Regions from separate parts of the Mus musculus genome. Here regions 1 and 2 are each linked to region 3. A link is a contact called in public promoter capture Hi-C data. All regions are on one chromosome and are shown on one strand. Each heading gives the region's core, a stretch centred on a gene start, on an enhancer-like site or on the middle of the called end of the contact. The rest is flanking DNA. Distances are from core to core; before and after follow the strand shown.

Region 1 (4,471 bases), core at 1,926-4,425, 570 kb after region 3:
ATCTCTTCCGGGTAAGCTCAGTGTTCTACCTTAACCCAGCCCTCAGGCCTGGCAGAGACTCCAGCCACAGGTTCTGTTTTCTCCCTGACCCCCATAGGGCTGTTTGGAAATGTAGAGTTTGTGGGTAGAGGAAGCAGTGGACAGAGAGCCAGTATAAAGACTGCGAGGAGGAAGGGTCTTTATTTGCACTGGGTGACCTTGTGGGTCATAGACCTCCCTTTTTTTTTGTTAGCCCCTTGACCTGATGATCTCACAAAGGTCCAAGCATCATTCACAGGGAAGCTCCATCTGAAGGAAGCAGACATTAAGTTCACACAACAGCTCTCTTCACGATGCTGTCCTAGAGTAGACCATGGTAGAGCCCTCTCTCACCCTGCTCCTTGCCTCCTCCTAGAGTATCAGTTGACCTGGGGATTCTCAGCCCCTCCTCTGCCTGGAGGAAGCACAAGGAGAGCCAGATGCACTGTCTAGGTCAAAGTTACAAGAAGGGCTGTAGAGATGACTTGGCCGTTAGGAGCACTGACTGCTGTTCTGAAGGTCTCAGTTCAAATCCCAGCAACCACATGGTGACTCATAACCATCCATAACGAGATCTGACGCCCTCTTCTGGTGTGCCTGAAGACAGGTACAGTGTACTTACATATAATAAGTAAATAAATCCTTAAAGAAAACAAGCAACATTCAGGCAGCCAACCGTTTGGTGGAGCAGGCAAAGTATGAGCCAGGGTGGCAAGTAGGGGATTGGAAGGGTAAGATGTGTGTGTGTGGGGGGGGGGGGGTAGCAAGCTGACTCTTAGCCATTCCCCTAGCACAAAGCATCCTTTGTTCCTCTCTTTCCAAGAGTCCAGAACTGTCCTGACAGCCCTCCTACCTGGAATACCTTCATACTAGCACTGTGGGTAATTACCCAAGAACACTGGGTGATTTTGATCGTCAAATTGATTGGCTCAAGCAACAGAACCACCTGGGGGTTAATGAAGCACACTTCTGGGGGTGTCCGAGAGGGGTCCTGAGGGCTCTGGACTAGAGAATGGATTGATCCCGGATGTTTGGAGGTAATGTTGAGATGTGTGAAAAGAACTGAGGGTCAGGCAGAAGTAAGTCACTAGGGGCATGGCCTTGGGGCCTGCACACATTCTCCTTGCTTGCTATCCATCACCTCAGGCTCCTACCATCAGGATGCTCTACAGAGCCCAAGAGATCAAGCTACCATGGGCTTGACCCCGGAACCCATGAAAAAAGCAAGTCCTTTGTCCCTTGACTTGAGTCCCGTACTGAATCACAATGAGTAAAATAACAGGCAAGGCCCATGCATTAGTAAGTGTAGTGGTTTGACTAGGCTTGGCCCAAGGAGGGGCACTGTTTGGAGGTGTGGCCTTGTTGGAGTGGGTGTAGCCTGATGAAATGGGCGTGGCCTGTTGGTGGAAGTGTATCTCTGTGGGCATGGGCTTTAAGACCCTCATCCTAGCTGCCTGAAAGCCAGTATTCTCCTAGCAACCTGCAGATGAAGATGTAGAATAGAACTCTCAGCTCCTCCTGTACCATGCCTGCCTGGATGATAATAAACTGAACCTCTGAACCTGTAAGCCAGCCCCAAGTAAATGTTGTTTTTATAAGCATTACCTCGGTCATAGTGTCTGGTCACAGCTGTAAAATCCTAACTAAGACAGAAAGTGGCTGAGTTAGGATTAGAAATCAAGTCTGTCTAAAAACTAAAACTCACTCTCAAGCTTTGTGTTAGAGAGAGCAGACCCAGGGAGACTCTCTAACTCAAAGGATTAGTATCAAGGTGGGGCCCTGAACTAACTTAGGGACTTGTCCCCACCACCACCACCACGTGCCCCCTGCATTGACTTCCAAGGATCCCAAGATCCATATAAAATATAGACTTCCCCTCCCCCACCCCCAGGCTAGACAGAGCCAGCTCAGGGCTTCTGAGTTCAAGGCTAGTTTCTTTGGCTTGTGTCACACAATTTCAGGTATTTCTGAGTGCAATCTACCCTGGTGCCCTTCTCCTTACTGATAAGCACTCCTCTTGTCAACTGGAATCCTTTGCCTACATGCCTTCCCTCTCACCTCCAAAGCCTCTTATCGCTGTACGCAGAGGCTCTGCGTTAGGTTTCAGGGTCCTTTTAACAGAGGGTGCATCGAATTACCACCCTGACGGCTGGCTAAAGTTTAACCCGGGATGGGATTCTGGAGTCATCCAAAGTTCACTGCATCTGCAGTTACCAGGAGATGAGCCTTAAGTCAGGCCCACATGGGCTTGGCAGATTTGGAGAGTTCCCACACGCCAGTTGGTGTTGGATATTTCTTTACTCACCCATTTTGAAGGCTGTTTGAAAGAGGTTAACTACAGAAAACCTCCTGCCTTGCCCTCCAGTGTCTGGGTTGTAAATGCAAAAATTAGAATAGCGGAAGGGACCTTCATCCTGGAACCCGCCACTCACTTGGGTTATCAATTTGAGCCTGTAGGACACAGAACAGGCTGGGGGCTCAGAGATCAGGATCAGAGGCAGAGAGATCAAAGCCGTCCATCACGGTGACCGAGGGTGGGAGAAAGTTACTCAGGCTCCTCCTCCCGGATACAATCCTGAGCCTGTAAATCTGGTTGCTCACAGCTTTTCGGCCTGGGACACAGAAACAAATAGGGAAACGTAGACAAGATGTGTGCTCATGATATCCGAATAAGCAGTTTAAGCCGAAGGTCCGATCGTGCTATTATACCCTCCAGCCACGAGGCGGCGCCACAGAGCCCGCAGGCACCAGTAGTAAAAAGAAAATGTGAGCTAAGTGGGGCCTGGCTTCTCTGTTTTGGGTGCAGTTTGGTACACCGAGTTCAGAAAGAGGCCTCACAGCAATGCAGCATGGAGCCCAGCTTCAGAGACCTGTATCTTCCCTGGATAAAATGTAGTAGAGTTCGTTTGATACCACCTCTTACAGAGCATCTCTCCTGGGCTGAGTCAGTTTCCTTCACCCAAAGACACTTGGATTTGGCTTTGTATAACGGTCCCAGGCTCCAGGCACAATGAGCAAGAGAGAAGCTGGTCTCATTTCCACCCAAAACCACGCTGTGTGAATTATGAGGTCATCAAAGCATGTAGCATAGAGTGAGATAACCCAGGCTCCCAGTTGAGATGGATAAGCAGCTCGACTAGGTCTGTGGGATGTTAGTCAGGGGCGTTCGAACCCTGCCTTACTAGGGGCAGAAAGAAGGTCCAGTCACGGCCCCAGGCATCACACTATCCCTGTCCCTAGGGACTACTGGGAAGTAAGCTATGAAAGCCAGACCGTGATGACTTTGAGTCTTCCAAAAAATGGTCACTAAAGGTCACAGCCTCTGTCCTCGTTTCTGATCGTTTCTGAGGAAGCAAGATGTCACTCCCTCTAAACCTTTCAAAATTAGAGTCACCCAAGGAATGTTGAAAACTACAGATTCCCCAAGTCAGAATCATTGACGAGAAGGGGCGGCCCAGGAGTCTGTGGTATTTTCTTTTTAAGAAAAACTGTTTACACAAGTAATCTACCTGCAGGAAAGTCCCTCCTTAAGTAATCCTGAAGGTCCTTCTCCCTGCAAGCCCCTTGGCTAGCTGAGATCACTGTCCCCTGAGAAGCCACACTCAAGGACTCCCTTGGTGTCTGTGGAGTCCTTGTCGCCCCCTGCTGGTATGAGAGCAGATCTGCCAGAGTCGCCTTGCCTTCTTGGGAATCACAAGAGGGAAAGCTTTTTCCAGGGTTGTCTGCACTCTCTGATGTTCATTCCAGTGTTCTCGGTGCACTGCAGCTTTGATGCCACTGGCTTGCATGCCTGAGCGCTTCTGTTTATTTACTGAGGAGTCTGCCCTGGTTTGGGCATCACACGGGGCTAGGGAGTGCGGGATACTGGGTCCCCCTGCTATGTTTCCTTGGAAAGCAAGACATTCCATAACCGAGCAGTGGTAGCACACACCTTTATTCCCAGCATTTGGAAGGCAGAGGCAGGTGGATTTCTGAGTTTGAGGCCAGCCTGGTCTACAGAGTGAGTTCCAGGACAGCCAGGGCTACACAGAGAAACCCTGTCTGGGAAAAAAACAAAAACAAAAGAAACAACAACAACAAAAAGATGTTCCAAGATGAGTTTCGAGAGGAACCCATAGCAAATGGAGACACTCTTCCACACATTCCCAGAAGACCATCAGCTCCCAACACTGGGGAGTAACACTCCACAGACTATTGGTCAAGTCTGCTCTGGTCAGCTCCCAACTCTGGAAATACTCACTGTGGGTCAGAAATGGAATCTGTTTAGGCCTTGAAGCCTCTGCAATGAGTGCCTCTCCCCAGGGACTTTATTTACTCAAAAACATGTGGGGTGTCCTGGAAAGGAGGTGGGTTTTGCAATAAAATACACAAGTCCAATCCCCAGTCCAAGGCAACATTTAAAAGTTACTTAAAATATTGAAATTTTTGTGTGTGTAACTTTTTCTAGTTTCTC
Region 2 (4,675 bases), core at 1,670-4,169, 680 kb before region 3:
GTCAGCTTTTGAAATGTGACCAGAAGCAATGGTCATGTCACAAGACAATGCTGTTAAAGAACCTTCTCCCTTATTAAGCTGGGTAAGGCCTTTGTTATACATGTACTTCAGCCAAGTCAGCTTAACACAACAGATTAAGGGCAAAGTCAGACACTGAGTATCTGCCTGTTAGTTTAGTTTTAATCAAGCCATATGTTAAAGAGATTTGTAAAATACAGACATAAAATGATGTTACTCTTCTCACATATTTCTAATTCATTGTTCTGGAATTTTATTTTAATCTTAAGACATATTAGCATACCTAAGGTTTTGGGGTTTTATACTTTTTTAAGATTTGTTTTATTTTTAAATACCTGTTTGTCCGTGTATGGGTATGTGCACATGGGTGCAGTTCCCATGGAGCCCAGAAGGGGCACCAGATCTCTTCTGGAGTTATAAGGGGTTGTGAACTGCCTGAAAAGGGTGCTGGAGACTAAATTCAGATCCTTTGCAAAAACAGTATAAGCTCCTAACTGTTGAGCCATCTCTCCAGTCCCAAGGGGAGTTGTGGTTTTTTGTTTTTGTTTTTTGGGTTTTTTTTTTTTTACATTTTTTAATGAATTAAAAAATTAAATTGAGATCTCTCTGTTTCAGTTTCTAGTACAGTAGATTGTTGACAGCTATACAGCAAATGAACAAATGTCTCCTGGGGGCCCCTCAAAGGGATCCTGAGAACAGTGTGTTTAAGGAGCTGTTGATTCTCATTTCCCAGACACCCTGAGTCTGCCTCCCTGATGACTCTCAGCCCTTCTGTCCATGGCAGTTGTTATTTTCCTAGACCATGATCCTTTGCTTCTTCTTAGATGGGTGTGTTGAGGGGCCAAAGGGTAGATGGAGTTTGGGAAGTGTGTTTTGCCTCCACTGAGGCTTACCTAGTTTCTTCTTTCAATTCAAATAGGGCTGAAGGAAGGAAGATTGCTATCGCCCCATGTGTGTCAGACAGGGCCCAGCATCCCACTTACCAGAAAGAGCAAGGAGTACATGCTGGTTTTCAGATGAGAAGAGAAGAAAGCAGATATGCTAAGGGAGAGCCCCAAGGGGCAGAGAGAAAACACACACCTCGAACATCCCAGAGATCTTACATCCTTGACTCGAATAGGTGCCCAGCTCAAATGTGAGTTCTAAGAGACGGCCTGGTACTATGGGCTAGGGTGAGTTTCCATCGGAATCCTCTACAGCAACCATTCGGAGTCATCAGTTGCCACTGAAGTGGGGTCCATACAGCCCATTATCAAACGCAGTAAGTAAGGTTTATTCTGTGCTCTACACTTTAGGGTTGTATTAAACTAGAAATATAAAACCCATGTTTCCGGAAAATGCAAGATGCTGTATCTACATTGAGGCTGAACAAGAAGAATCACCATGGGCTACACACAGATTAATTACTATCTTCAAAGAATTACAATACTATCAAACATTCCTACCACAAAATTATGCTGAACAAAATTTAATCTTTCTGTGACTGTTCAAAAGAATTTAGGATCTTGTAATCCTCCAGGGACATTACCATTTTATAAATCGCACCAAAAAAAAAAAAATTTCTCATTATTTCTGCTCCCTGGTAGTTTGGATTCAGGAGAAATGGGAATTTACTGTAATACTTTGAGTTATTGAGTTCTGGAAGCTCACAGCACTTCAAATATACATGCATTATATCACTTATCTTGCTCATGAAATTTACAAATGGAAACAGTTAGTAATGGGTGGATTTTTAGATACAAAGTCTGTTCCTTGAAGTTCTAATGAATAATTCTTCCATTTGGCATTTCTAAACCGACACTGGCTTGCTTTTCTATTGCAGCACATAATATAATATACACATCAGCTGAAGATCAAATAGGCCTAAGGCTAGCAGCAAAGAAATTTGAACTATAATTTTATTGTATTTTAAAGTATATAGTAATCTGATTCCACATTTCAGCTCATAAATGTTCTGATGAACCTGGATGGTACAATTTCTTTTCATATCAACGAAAAACTCCAGTCTGACACCATAAAAGCCAATACATTTGCATGTACTCATGGTTTTTTATCAAACTAAAAATATTCAAACTGTACGTGGAAAAAAGACTGTTTTAATTTAAAAGATGTTTTGTTCTTGTCTTCATCCTCAAACTCAGTGTAATTGTGCTTTCTATTTATGGATTAACTGTGGCCAAATATAATATATTTAATATATAAATGACTCTTGTCACGCTTGCAAATATCTCTCTCCCTTAAAATGTAATTAGTTTCTCTCTGCTGCTAAAAAATTTAATGCACTCAAAAGCCAGGGCTTATTTCTGCATCTCCTGCTGTTTGGGGAGTATCTGTCCTCCCACTACCAAGCACAGATAATCAAACGTGAGCCTAGAGAAAAAAAAAATCCTCCATTTAGGCAACATGAATCTGTACTAAATCTGATGTAACAGATTAATACAGAGCACGAGGTACATTCAATAGGAAAATGGCATTTAAATATTAATACTAGATAAATACACTCTTGCTTCTGTCCTTGATAATTTATAAGTCATATGCTTCTAGACAGAAATAAATCATTCTTCGTTTATATCGTTGCTGGGAAACAAGCAGAAACACGGAAAGCAAGGCCCAGCTTTCCTCCTTAGTCCTGACAGGGTCCAGTTTCTACCTCATTCTCTTGCCGCCTTCATCTGTGTCCCAACTGGTGTCCGATCCTAGTCTGGTTTCTCGTATTAAATGTATATTTCTCCAACCAATATCTGAAGTGGTAATGTTCCAACAGTCCAAATGTCGATTATGAAAACAAACATTTGCTTCTCGAGCAAATGTTTTCACACAAAGGCATTTGATTCCCCGTACTGGAGCAAACAAACATTTGTTCTAGGCGCTTAAAGCAGCCAAAAGTTCCTGCTGAAACATTCTGCAGGCTGGCTGGCTTGACTCCCTGGAGCAGGACTTGGTGATGTCCGAGGGTGCCTGAGAGGCCAGTTGCCGGCCTTCGCCGCTCTTCCCAGTACACGGAGCCCACTAAGAAGCTGAAACATTTTTAAAGCACAGTTTGGAAGATAATGTGTGTTTAGTCGTGATGTCTCCATTAGAATATGTCTTAAGAATACTTCATTTGTTAGAACAAATTCAGCCTTGCACCTCGTAATCCTAGGACTGAGTTCTTTGGAAAATTCACAAAGCCATTTCACACATAAAACCACTCAGGCAATTTGGTGGTCATTATTTATGCAGCGGCCTGCAAGCACTCCCCCTACGTGACTAGTTCTGTCACTTCATTAATGTTTATGTTCTCTCTAGAGCGAGGTCGGGATTATCCTTGTGAATATATTTTATTTAAGTGTACATCCGCTTCAATGTGGAGATTTAGCTTTCACAGAAAAAAAATCCTCTTGTTTCCGTATTATTTAATGCTTTTTTGAAATGAATCAATATTTCTAGGGAAGTAATTTACTTAAATACATGTTCTTTAAGGCGCAGGGAAATTGATTCTTTACTTCTGCTCCAAAGACGTAGTATCCTAGCAACTGAGTCAAGATTGATTCTCTGGCTAGTTTTTCTAAACTGAAAATAGTTCCTAGCTCATTTAAAAACAAACCACAAAATTGTCTTAAGAGGAATGAATAAATGAATGAATGAATGAATGAATGAATGAATGCAGAAAGGGAACAGGGAGCATGCAGACCCAAGACGTCATTTCAGGAGTATTTAGAAGAACATGGGACATTTTGGGGTCTTCAGAGGAAGTTGCTGAATCTGGGGCCAGCCTGGGCTACACTGTGAGTTTTTAGGTCACTCTGGGTGAAAGGGTGAGACCCTGCCTCACAACACAAACAACCAAGGATGCTGAACTATGCTGGTTAGGTGTTTGTTTGCTTGCTTGCTTTTTGTCAACTTGACACAAGCTAGAGTCATCTGAGAAGAGAGAACTCAGCTCAGAAAATGTCTCTGTCCCCATCAGATTGCATGTAGACAAGCCTTTGGGTACCTTTTTTGGTTGATGTTTGACGAGAATGGGCTCAGCCCACTTCTCCTGGGATGTATAAGAAAGCAAAGTGAGCAAGCCATGAGGAACAAGCTTTGGTCATGGTGTTTAGCAAAAAGGTAGGAGCCCTGAAAAGGACGGACCCCTGTATTGGTTCCTTGGCTTAGGCACTGTTGAGTTGGGTCAAATACGTTAAGTGAGGAGGTAGGTGGCAGCGGCCATTTTTGTGATGGTGGACTTGACCTATATTGTGGCCAATGGCTTCCAGCAAAATAACTTCAAACAGAAGTGGGACACTGAGGGCCAGGCAGGAACCCTGCGATGCTGAGCCCCCAGCTTACCTTTAGACTGAGTCCAAGGCATGCTTTGTCCCCCACCCCCACCCCCACCATAAACGCCCAATCAGCAAAGAAGCTGAACCCAGTGGAAGGAGGGAGCCACTGGGGAGAGTGGGCCCAAGTGTCCGTGCTAGAATTGTTCAAGGGCCAAAGCTTTCAGTGATATGGAGAAGGCAGAGTTTGGTCAGTGCTGTGAGCAGGTGGGGGAGGAGCAATCAAGAAGCTATTAAAACCTCTGGAGACATTTGAATCAGTCTCTCTCACCCCACTATCCATGCTCTTAATGGTCTTAATCTTGAAGGAACTGCAGAAGGGATCCCATCTTTCTCTATTTGGGCCTGTGGTT
Region 3 (4,579 bases), core at 1,438-3,937:
ATACTGTAGATTTCGGACGACAAGGTAGCTCAATGCATAAAGGTGCTTGCTGCCAAGCCAGAGGACCTGAGTTCAATCCTCAGAACCCACATGATGAAGGGAGAGTATCAACTCCCGAGAGTTATTATCTGGACTGCATGAATATATGTGCCATGCATGCATGCAACAAACACCAAATAAACACATTATAAAAGCATCTTAAAAGATATTCTGGTCTCCCAAATTAATATATTGTGGCTATCTTCTCAGAGTGAGAGCAAAAAAACAAAACAAAACAAAAACAAAAAAAACAAAAAACAAAAAACAAAACCCAGAAAAAAGACACATTAGTTTCACTAAATAAAATTTCTGATAAAAATTATTAACTTATGGTTTTATTTCAATATGCTATTTCTAATCAAACCAGGATCTGTATCAAATCACTGTTTGTAGAGAGCCCATATGAGCCACACCCTCTTAAGGGGGAAAGGGCACCCTTTAATTAGGGGCAGAGAGTCAAAATTGTGTGTGCACTAAAATAGAGAATTACTTGGAGGAAGGTACATAACTCAATGATATCCAACACATAATACACACTAACATGCACATGTAATTATAAATTTTGAAGCATATGAAGAAAAAAAATGCATAATGGGAAGGCTTGCAACTCAAGTGACCTGGGAAAGTTTTGTAGAGGAGTCTTTATCTTGTTGACGACAGCCAGGGGAAGGACGTAATCAGACTCCATTGAGGCAGAGGACATCCCAGACAGGCAGACATGTTTCTGAAGGCCTGAATCTCCCAGTGTCTTCATGGCCCTTGAAGAATATGGTAAAAGCTTAGTGAGGAAGAAACATAACTCAGCCCAGAGGTACACAGAGTTGGGAGCAGGCTGTCTCATAAAGCCGACAGCAGGCAAGTGATCCCCACAGCTCTCCACCTTGCAGAGGTCAAGTGAGAATCTAGCACTTGTGGGTTGTGGTGTTCTCAGCAGTGGCAACAGCACCCTCTGATGCAAGCAGACCAGTGGTTTCTGTTTTATTTGCATACAGAACTGATGGGGAAGACAGAAGTTCTGTAATTGAGACTCTGAAATGTTGGTCACACGGGTCACATTGCTCTACTAACACTCTGAACTGGTCTTATGTCTCAAAAGGCAAGTAATATACAGACATTTAGGAAAGGAAGGCAGTATTGCAATTGAGCTCTTCCGAGTGTGACCGCTGCTACTGACCATTCTGCCTTAGAGGTAATGAGTCATTGGACTGGAGAAGTTGTGGGGAGGGGGGCTCGGGAGTCAAGATCACATGCTGCTCTTCCAGGGAATCCAGCTCTGGTCCCTAACTTCTACTTTACACAGCTCACAACCACTTTAACTCCAGATCCAGGGGGTCTGATGCCATTTTCTAGCCTTTGTGGATACCTGCTTACATGTGGTGTGCATATACAAACACACATATACACACATGCACAAAAACATATATTAATTAACCTTTTTTGAAAAAGAATAAATGTTGAATAATAATTCTCTAAAGATCAGGGCTCAAAAAGTATTTTTCGAATTAACTAGACTTCCATAAGTAAAAGGTCCGTGTGCATGTTTGTAGATTCATCATTTTTATTCAGTCAGTAATTCCTTATTCCCAAATACGAGCATTTAATCAGTTTAGTATTTGCTGAACAGACAGTAACTGAGCACTAAACAAGGTAACAATGTGCTGTCTTGGAGAAGAGGATGTTAAAAATCAGGGAAAGGCAGGGATCAGGAGACAGGTGGTCTGCCTTCAGAAAGCTGATATTATGAAAGCCAACCTAACATCCACGTGATTACAAAATAGCACCGCATTCTTTGGGTCTCATGGACAATGCAGATTCCAAACACTGCCTGCTGTGCCCTGAACGTACAAGTCGGATATAAATAGGCAGACATGCACAGAAGAGTGTCCCCAAAAGGCTTTGGTTGTTAGGGGGCAAGGAGATGCCCATGTGTAAAGGTGTTCGCCATCCTTTTTTCAAAGCTCAGCCACATTAGGCATGCTGATCTGAACAAGGGACATAGTTTGTTAGGGGAGGCAGTGCATAGAGTAGAATGTGAATTATTCCTCAACCTGAGTCTCTCTTCTCACCTTCTTGTGTGTCACAGAGTCCTAAGAAGGAAGGGTTGAAGAAAGGAATATTCCCCAAAACTGTTTTTGCTTTAGCAGCACTGGGGCTGGAAGCCAAGGCTCCAGAAGAGCTATACCACTAATCTATTCCACATTTTCTTTGGTTTTATTTTGCTTTGTTTTTAGGTAAACAGTAAGTTGGGGCTGAAGTTGCTGGTCTTGAAAGGATGTGCTAGGGGTAAGGCACAAAAAAACAGGTCCCGGAGCCCTGACTATGGGGTGAATGAGGTTAGACTTTCTATATTTCCTAACACAGAAATTCTTGAATATTGAGTTGAGAGAGAGAGAGAGAAAGAGTGTGTGTGTGTGTGTGTGTGTGTGTGTGTGTGTGTGTGTGTTTGCTGAGCTAATCTCCTAATTAAGGGGAATACACTGAAAAGGGATAATGATACTTTTTCTAATTATAGAAATGGATCTAACGCATCAGAGATATTAAGGTCATTGGTTTATTTTCAACTTCCTTTGAGTTCTACTGTGTTCTGTGCCTAGCACCTCCCCCAGATTATTATTTTAACAGTATTACTGGGGATGTTAGGCTCGAGATTAACTTGAGGTTAACAAACTTTTGTTTTGCCAACATTCGCTATGTCCAAACACAAGCAATTGACATATGCAGCTTGCCCTCTGACCAAAATTGACGTTCTTCCTCGTGTCTCTCAGCAAATCTTCCTCATGTTTCCTGTGATACATAAGGTCAAAGAGTCGATGGTTTCTTTCTTTTAAGAGCATGCCCGACATGAGTTTTTGACATTTCTCTGCAGCTCAGACATCTTCCAAGTTAGAGTTTAATAATATCTTGACCCATAACCTTTTGCTTCAAAATTGGTTTTGGCAAGAAATCAAAAGTAGAAGAGTGTCTATATTAAATATTGATTTTTAAAGACGTTTTTCTTGCCCTTTCTATTTCTTTCTTTTTCTCAGAAGATTAAAGACAATAACGAAGGTTAAATAGCCTTTTAAAACTTCACCCATTTTTCCTTTTTCCCCTGTTACTTTATTTATTTATTTATTTATTTATTTATCTCTCTACCTTATAATAATGTCATTTGGGTAAAGTTTAATCTCGCAACTACAAATAAGTACTAAAAACATTTTTACTAAAAATGAATTAACTTAATAATTTGACTTTGAGATACTCTTATCAAGAAAGAATTTAATCCAAAACCAAACACAATTTGAAGAAATAAGCTTGAAAAAGAACCTTACTTGTCTCTTATTATTATTTATCATCATCATCTTTGTTTGGTTTTAAAAAGAAAAGTCTTAATATGCATCACGAATTGGCCTCACGATTGCAATCCTCCTGCATCTCAACCTCCAGGGTACTGAGATTACAGGTGTGCATCACTGTGCCCAACTTATTATTTCAAATTATCTAGATTCACTTCCATTGCCCACTGTACTGGTTTTATTTCCTTTCCTGTGATAGAAAACATCCTGGCGCAAAGGCAACTTAGAGAAGAAAGGCTTCATTTGGTTTCTGATCCCAGGTCACAGTCTGTTATTATGTGGAAGTCAAGGCAGGAACTTGATGTTTCATATGCACAGCCAGAGCACAGAGAGGACAAATGCTTGGGATTTTGCATGCTTCATTCGTAGCTGTCTTCTTGCTTACACAGTTCAGAGGGCAGGCATAGGGGATGGTGCCACCCACCTACACACTGAATCTGCCCAACTCAATCTCAGTCAAGAAAATCTCTCTCACCCATGCCCACAGGCAACCCAATTAGACAATTCCTCTCTAAGAGTCTATTTCCTGGTGTCTTAGTCAGGGTTTCTATTCCTGCACAAACATCATGACCAAGAAGCAAGTTGAGGAGGAAAGGGTTTATTTGGCTTACACATCCATACTGCTGTTCGTCACCAAAGGAAGTCAGGACTGGAACTCAAGCAAGCCAGGAAGCAGGAGCTGATTCAGAGGCCATGGAGGGATGTTCTTTACTGGCTTGCCTCACCTGGCTTGCTCAGCCTGCTCTCTTATAGAACCCAAGACTACCAGCCCAGAGATGGTCCCACCCACAAGGGGCCTTTCCCCCTTGATCACTAATTGAGAAAATGCCTTACAGTTGGATCTCATGGAGGCATTTCCTCAACTGAAGCTCCTTTCTCTGTGATAACTCCAGCTGTGTCAAGTTGACACAAAACTAGCCAGTACACCTGGTGATTCAGGATTGTGAAACTAAGGGGCAGAGGTAGAATTTCTCAATAAGCACCAGGATAAGCTGTTGTCCACTGAGCTCATCCACCTGATGCTGAGGCATACTGATCCTCACCAGGCCAATGCTGCTACTGTGTGCTAGCATGGTTTTGTTGCAGATTCATATTCATAAGTGAGGTAGGATTTGTAAATTAAATGATATGATACAAGTGACTCCTAGTCCAACGAAACTGCTTTTAACAAGGGAAGGGAGTTGAGAGGGCTCTTTTAAACATGC

The links. Promoter capture Hi-C pulls out the DNA fragments that hold promoters and counts their contacts.
Region 1: a promoter capture Hi-C map of liver shows a contact between it and region 3, with 2.9 times the contacts expected there. The contact joins two enhancer-like sites. A contact is called at or near these places in 3 of 39 promoter capture datasets (embryonic stem cells and liver).
Region 2: a promoter capture Hi-C map of liver shows a contact between it and region 3, with 2.7 times the contacts expected there. The contact joins two enhancer-like sites. A contact is called at or near these places in 1 of 39 promoter capture datasets (liver) and 1 of 9 other capture datasets (liver).

What each region holds. Positions count from the first base shown.
Region 1 is chr10:69,303,661-69,308,131 of GRCm38.p6, forward strand. No RefSeq gene overlaps it. Among named protein-coding and RNA genes, the nearest start is that of Gm40685, 6.2 kb to the right of the region's middle. Within about 2 kb of position 3,176, at least 45 of the 459 cell types and tissues checked have an H3K27ac peak or open chromatin away from gene starts, as enhancers often do. A contact at or near this core is called in liver, where this site is marked.
Region 2 is chr10:68,058,177-68,062,851 of GRCm38.p6, forward strand. It overlaps a transcript of Rtkn2 not described here. Among named protein-coding and RNA genes, the nearest start is that of Rtkn2, 81 kb to the left of the region's middle. Within about 2 kb of position 2,920, at least 28 of the 459 cell types and tissues checked have an H3K27ac peak or open chromatin away from gene starts, as enhancers often do. A contact at or near this core is called in liver, where this site is marked.
Region 3 is chr10:68,734,829-68,739,407 of GRCm38.p6, forward strand. All of the region lies in intron 1 of Tmem26 (transmembrane protein 26), which reads left to right. Among named protein-coding and RNA genes, the nearest start is that of Tmem26, 13 kb to the left of the region's middle. Within about 2 kb of position 2,688, at least 5 of the 459 cell types and tissues checked have an H3K27ac peak or open chromatin away from gene starts, as enhancers often do. A contact at or near this core is called in liver, where this site is marked.